Linked DNA regions of Mus musculus: region 1 is linked to region 2. The links are chromatin contacts, called in public Micro-C maps. All regions are on one chromosome and are shown on one strand. The core of a region is the stretch at or near the end of the contact, and the rest is flanking DNA. Distances in the headings are between cores, read along the strand shown.

What was found. Hi-C and Micro-C count contacts between places; a contact is called where the count stands out from the background.
Region 1: a Micro-C map of muscle stem cells shows a contact between it and region 2, with 2.3 times the contacts expected there. The contact joins two enhancer-like sites. A contact is called at or near these places in 2 of 484 Hi-C or Micro-C datasets (muscle stem cells and nephron progenitors) and 4 of 115 datasets of contacts at active chromatin or transcription factors (CD8 T cells, bone marrow-derived macrophages and embryonic stem cells).

Annotation. Positions count from the first base shown.
Region 1 is chr3:9,345,739-9,348,862 of GRCm38.p6, forward strand. No RefSeq gene overlaps it. Among named protein-coding and RNA genes, the nearest start is that of Gm41997, 3.5 kb to the left of the region's middle. RefSeq lists an enhancer at 1,017-2,556. Within about 2 kb of position 1,398, at least 126 of the 459 cell types and tissues checked have an H3K27ac peak or open chromatin away from gene starts, as enhancers often do. A contact at or near this core is called in muscle stem cells, where this site is marked.
Region 2 is chr3:9,152,366-9,155,641 of GRCm38.p6, forward strand. No RefSeq gene overlaps it. Among named protein-coding and RNA genes, the nearest start is that of Gm41996, 21 kb to the right of the region's middle. Within about 2 kb of position 1,471, at least 158 of the 459 cell types and tissues checked have an H3K27ac peak or open chromatin away from gene starts, as enhancers often do. A contact at or near this core is called in muscle stem cells, where this site is marked.

The DNA of each region.
Region 1 (3,124 bases), core at 148-2,647, 190 kb after region 2:
CTGGACAGGCTTTCTTTGAACCCTCTGTAAACTTCAATTTTCTCATTTACAAAATGGGATAATATCAATTTCTGCCTTCTAAATGTAAAGGATTGTAAACTGATGCCCACAAATTACTTAAGATGGCTTTTGTCAGAAAATGTCACACATCCACTCTTTGGGACTCAGCCTGCGAGTCCCACATGCAGTTTAGAGTTCTGTAAATAGAATTGTAAGTTCGTTTACGTGTTTCATCTTTTCTTTTCGGTCAAAAACAATGTTGAAACTAGATGGGCTACCACAAACCCACACAGGAGCTTGCCTGCGGCTTGGGGTAGGTGACTAACTTGGCAGGAGAAACTAAAGCTCTTTGGGGTAATACCTGAAAACCAGAGTTGTGTTTCTGCATTTTCAGAACAAACAGCAAAGCGAAAGTCTTGGCTGCATCCACAGAACCTGTTCTTTAGGGCACGGATTTGATTGGTGGTTTGCTTTTTTGTTTTGGTTTGGTTTTTTTTCCAACCACGTTCTCTGCTTGAAAGCAAATCCTATTTATGGCTAGCGCTGTTTTTTCAATTAGGTTTATTTTCATTTTCCCATAGGCCATGTTAGCTGAGAACGTCCAGAAGTTTATTTGTTTTTCCTTTATGTCTTATGATGGTTTTAAAATAAAACACACAGCACTTATCTGTGAGATTTCTTTTGAAATACCGGTGTGTCCGAAATTAGTTTGTTTGCTCCCTCCCCCTCCCACCACACACAATCACACATACAGTACCACCGTGCATGTAAGCGCAAAAATGCTGTCAGAGTGTAATCGTGGTCCGTTTTCGTAGAAAACTTAAAGCAGGGTCAGTCCCGTCTCGCTAATTTAGGACTGTGTGTGTAAACTAGCGCTTAGCAGGTCAGACTTAAAAACGATGACACCTCTAGGACTGGCTTTTTCTAAAAAATTTACGCTGAAAATTAGAAAACCGTTTTTCTGACTCCAAGGTTAACATTAGTAATATGTTCTCTATACCAGGTCCCATGTTTGGGGGGAATGGGGTAGGAGATAAACTCATAAACAAAAGCCCACATCGCTTAATAGTTTTGTAATGGAAAAATATTCTCTGGTGAAATAAATATTTCGGGGAAACGACCTGGGCCCTCCGGATGGGGAGCGCCCACCCTCTCCGCTCTGCCTGCTGTGGGCGGTAACCGGGTGTCCTCATCCTAGGGAGATTGCTCTGCATGAGTCTGGGGATCCCTGGGTCTGGAAGCGCGTGTGCAGCTGCACAGAGACTCTGTCCCCGGGGGAGGTGGTGGTGGAAGGAACCTGGGCTTGCCCCCTGGCGCCTTGAGCCCACTAGGGTCCCTGGCGTCACCGCGCCGTTGCCTGCTCCTCCCCTCTCCGCGGACAGCAGCTGCGGCCAGGGATCCAGTGCAGAACCGCCCTGACTGCGCCCTGTTCCTCTCTCCAGCCACCCTCCCTCCCAGCTCCTATGCGGACTCCGCTCCCCTCTTCCCACCCCACCCCACGCCCCGTCTCCACGTTCCCCACCTCTCCCCCGCTGATCTACCTCTCTCTCCCCTTCACTCCTTCCCAACTCTCTGACTGCTCCTTCATCTTTTGTTTTTCCTCTACTCCCCTTCCTTCTTTCCCAGTGCCGGTCCCTTATTTACTTCACCCTATCTTTCTTCATTGCTAACTCCCACCGGTCACCGAACCCCTTCCCCCTCTCTCTCCTGCAGCAAACTATCCTTTCTAGTCCCCTCTCCCTGCTTCGTGCCCCCTCTCCTGTTTCCCTCCGGCCTTCTCCCCTCCAGCTCTGGTTTTGTGGCTCTCCCACGCTGTTGCTATGGAGTCGCCCAAGGCTGCTGGCCTGGCGCTAGCTGCCCTGAGGCCCCAGGAACAGAGCAGTGACTCTAGCCAACTCTGAGGCGCCGCACCCTTTCGGGGGTCCAGGAACAAAGCGTGCCCCGCCCTGCCCAACTGTGTGAGGCTTCCATGAGACCTTCAGGCGCCCCAGGCCCTGGGGCTTAAGACCACCTATAATCTGATCGCCTCCAGCCTCTGCGGGCGGGCGGGACCCTGGGACCAAGGTGACAGCTGCACTCTCCAGTGCAACCTACCTTCCTGGTCCCTTGAAGACCACTCTCTCACGCCCACCCTTGGAGGTGTCACTGGGGCCGGCCAGATGGCCCTATTTTATAGGACTGACCCCTTTTGTTGGGGGTCTTAAGAGCACCCAGGCCAATTTACATAGGAAAATGGGGTTTGTGTCCCCAATTCAGTGTAGTGCCCTGACAGCCGGTGGCCTTGTCTTTGTGTAAGGACCCCACAGCCTGTTGTTTAAAGTGGCTTATGTGTGCAGATGTGTGAATGTGAATAGAAATCACCAGGAAGCAGTAGCTCCCGTCTTGCTCCCAGGTCCTGTAGGAAACCTATCAGGCTGGGTACTGATAAACCCCTGATACCTCTGATGCTCTTCCACATCCCATAGCTGATTGTTTAGGTCTGATTCCTAAATCTTTGGAAGAAATCTTAGGAAGATTCCCGAAGTCTTTGCCATTTGCATTTAGGTCCTTGCTTGGGAAAATTGTAAGGCTGTACCTAAGAGGAAGACAACTTGGACTTTAAAAACGTTCTTGACGAAAGATCTAATCTAATTGCTTGTCTTGATGCACTCTGACTCAGCTGTTTGAGGATATGTGCTGGAGCAGGCTGAAAGCTATCATTTGTTTGGTTTGGAATCACTAGCTTAAACATGTGTACTTAAGTGGTGGAGTAAGAGGACACAGAGAAATTTCTTATTTTATCAGCAAGGAATTTGAGTCACAAGAGTTAAGACAATTTTCCCAAGATCACACAGCTCTGCAGGGTATAATCCCAGTGGTCTGAGCCCATGAAAGTCGACAGAAAAAAGGGTCTGGGCTGTGTGAACTCTACTGACATCCAAGCCCCAGGAAGCTAAGGGAAGATGGCCTTATGTTCAAGATCAACCTGAGCTACACTGACTTTGTCTCAAAAACAGACAAAACCCCAAACCCAAAACAGACAAAAGAAGATGACGGGGAGAAAAACTTATAAAAGTCTGGGACCCCTTGAAGCACTTCCATCAGCTGCCTCCAGTTCCCACCAGGTCCCCGAGGCCACCAGCTC
Region 2 (3,276 bases), core at 221-2,720:
TGTTTATTTAATTTGTCTCCATTCACTTTCACAAAGTTATAAAGTAGTACAAGGTGCTGGAGAGCATTGGAATAAAACCAACTGACTCATCCGGGATGCTGGCACTCTCCTGCCAGCCCAGCAGTGGGAGGTGAAGCAAGCCCTCTCCCCCCTCTCCCCCCCCTCCTCTCCCTTCCCCTCCTCCTCACTCCCCCTCTCTCATCCCTCCCCACTCTCTCCCTCCCCTCCCCCTCTTTCCCTCTCTCCCTTCCTCATTTTGGTTCTTAGACAAGATCTCATATGTAGCTAAAGCCAGCCTCAAACTTCTCGGTACTGGGATTTTAGGTGTGAGCTACCATGCCCACCTTTGCTGGTGAGTTTCCTATGAGACCATATGATAAACACACTGGTGATAGAAATGCACACACTAGTGATAGAAACACTGGTGATAGAAACACTGGTGATAGAAACACTGGTGATAAACATGCTGGTGAGAGAGACACTGGTGAGAGAGACACTGGTGAGAGAGAGAACAAAGGCGCACACAAAAGGCCCTGATTGACCCATCACAGCAGCTCTCTGCCTGTTCTCAGGCTCATCAGTGAACTAGTGAACATACTGTCCCTGAGCTAGACCTGCGCACACAGAAGACCTTCACCCTCGATGCCATTGTCACGCCTAGCCAGCAGCACATGCGAGCCCTAGTCAGATGCTGGAAGCATCCCTGTGGGTACTCCTTGCTGTTATAGGAGCATTCCTCATATCTCAATAAGCCCCATGCTTTACTGCTGGCGGTATACATTCCTAACAAAAGGTTGGGGGTGTTTATAGTTTGTTGGAGCTATGTGTCAACAGATTCCTTCCAAACTTCTAAGAAGAGCATTACCTCAAATTATTTTTACCACAAAAAGACCATCTTTAAAAAATGGTCTTCTGGTTGCTGCTGTTTCTGTTTCAAACGGTCAAGTGTAGAAGAGTTTGGTGAGTTTGCAGCTCCTGCTTGCCTGGACTCTTCTCATTCTGGGCCATGCCAACCACGGTCTGGTCCCACCGTGGGACTCAGGACAAATGGACTTACCTGGCACTCTCCTTTTTCAGTCAAGAAGGTTTTGAAATTTATAGCTTAGATGCTCTCAGCCTAGATAGCAACATACCTGCATCTCCCATATTATTTGTATGTCATTTTTAATGTTGTTAGTTTTTCAGGCTTAGATTCCTGGGTCAAATATTTAATAAGTGATCTGGGCTCAAAGGCTGGTTTAATAAGACATTTAAATTGGCCACTGAAAAAGGTGGTTCTGGATCCTTGTGAAAATTGCTAAGCTACAAGCTCAAAAGCCTCTTTATGTCTTCTGAGGTGACTTCCCCAAAGAATGTAAACACAGAAGACTGACTTTGAGGTCAGGAGGTTTCAATGATAAAGGGACTTTTGCTGTCTGATCCCTAAGCTGCATTGCTTGGTGCGGCTTCTCTGCTGAGACATCCTGAGAGTATCAGATGACTCACTCAGGCCTGACTGATTTAACCACACACAGCTCACACAGATCGGCTCCTGCTGTATACTCAGTCGGATGCTTGGATGCCTGCCTGCTCCTGAATTACTTTTTTTCTCTCTCTCCATGCTTGCCCAGGGTATGACATTTTTTCCCCCAGAGACAGGACAACCGGTACTTGGCATAAAAGAAGAATTCCACTTTCCGATGACACAGGGACATGGATATCTCTGGGTGTCAACAAGCAAGTCTTTCTATTTCTCCCTCTCCCATTTCAACAGATCTCATAGTTTCTAAGCATGGGCACGGCACGTAAAGGGTCTGTGCCAATCCATGTTGCCCTTGGTGAGGTAAAGCCTACTTCTACTGGCTTGTTCTGGAGTATAGTGGGTTATGCCCTGGAAAAGGCTGTCACTTCTCTGAGCTGAGATCAAACCCAGGGCCTCACAGGCTCTAAGCCAGCGCTCCACCTCTGAGCTCTGCTCACAGTTCAGTTACCTAGTTTAACTCGATTGTCTCCTACTTCCTGTAATCTGCTCTCTGCTGCAGAAGAGGTGGAAAGAAGAAAAGTGAAACAGAAAGTAAGAGGTGGTGGTGTGGAAAGGGATGCGGGAGGCAGTACTGAAGGCCAGGTACAGTACAGGAGGGTGAAAGGGTCCCGAGCTCCGGCCTTCATGCCCACCCCAAACCCCTCCCAACCATTTTAAGCACAGTGCACAGGCCTGCGCTTATCGATATACAGCCTGAAGCTGTTGTTCTCCATCGGAACTGTTTAAATGTCATCTAGAAGGTTCTGAAGCTGCCTAGTGTAGTACCACGCCCTAACTTTAGTCAGGATGGCTTAATGGGTGAAATGCAGATGGGGCAGCATCTTTACAAACACTTCACCAGGGTCAAGTCCTAGGGGAGCTTCAGGGGTCCTTAAAAGTGGGGACCCCCACTTTGCATCTTCTCCTTGGGAGGCTGGGAAAGTCCTAAAGGCTGTTCAGCAAAGACGAAATCCCCACTTCTGTTTTGTGAAAAGGAAAGAGGAGCTGGGGGTGGTCGCCCTGGGAAGCCCCTAGCTCACAGAATTCTCCTAACCTCTCCACAGTTGCTGCCACTGGGGGCCTCCCAATGGGTGGGAACACTGCTTCTCCTGGCTCCTCAAAGCCTTTCAGGACCTTTGGAGATTTTACAATGGACCTTTTCTCAAGCGAGATTTCAGAGAAGCTGTCCCGTGATTTTCTGATTTGGCATGGATTGAGACCTGTCTGTCCAGCAGTGCGAGGCTTCTGTGGGGTTTGTAGTGCATTTCTTCAGCATAATCATAGTATGGTTTACAAGTGTCATGGGTGCAGACAGAATGCAATCCGCTTTAACACTGCGTTTGCACTGTCAAGGTCTTGGGGCAGTTAGAACCTTTCTAGCAGAGTGCTCTCCTGAAAGCAGGGACATTCAAAAACGCATAGTTGAGTGCACTCTACAGACTGCAAATCACTCTTGAGAGACACAATGTTAATATGGTATAGTTTAGATAAGTTTTTCGATCTAGAACTGATCCCCGTTGAGAAGTGACTCACCTGGGGCTGGGATATAGCTCAGTGATAGACCTGACCTGTAACTGTGTGTGGGCCCTGGGTCCCATTGCTAGAACTCAAAATGAGTGAATAAGTGAATGAATGAATGAATGAATGAATGAATGGAGGAGTGGGGGAAGAAGAATAGATCAACTTTATTTTTTCATTTTAGAAATGTATAGAGAAAATGATGCACGTCTTTAATCCCAGCATTCAGGCGGCAGATGGATCTTTGAGTTCAAGGC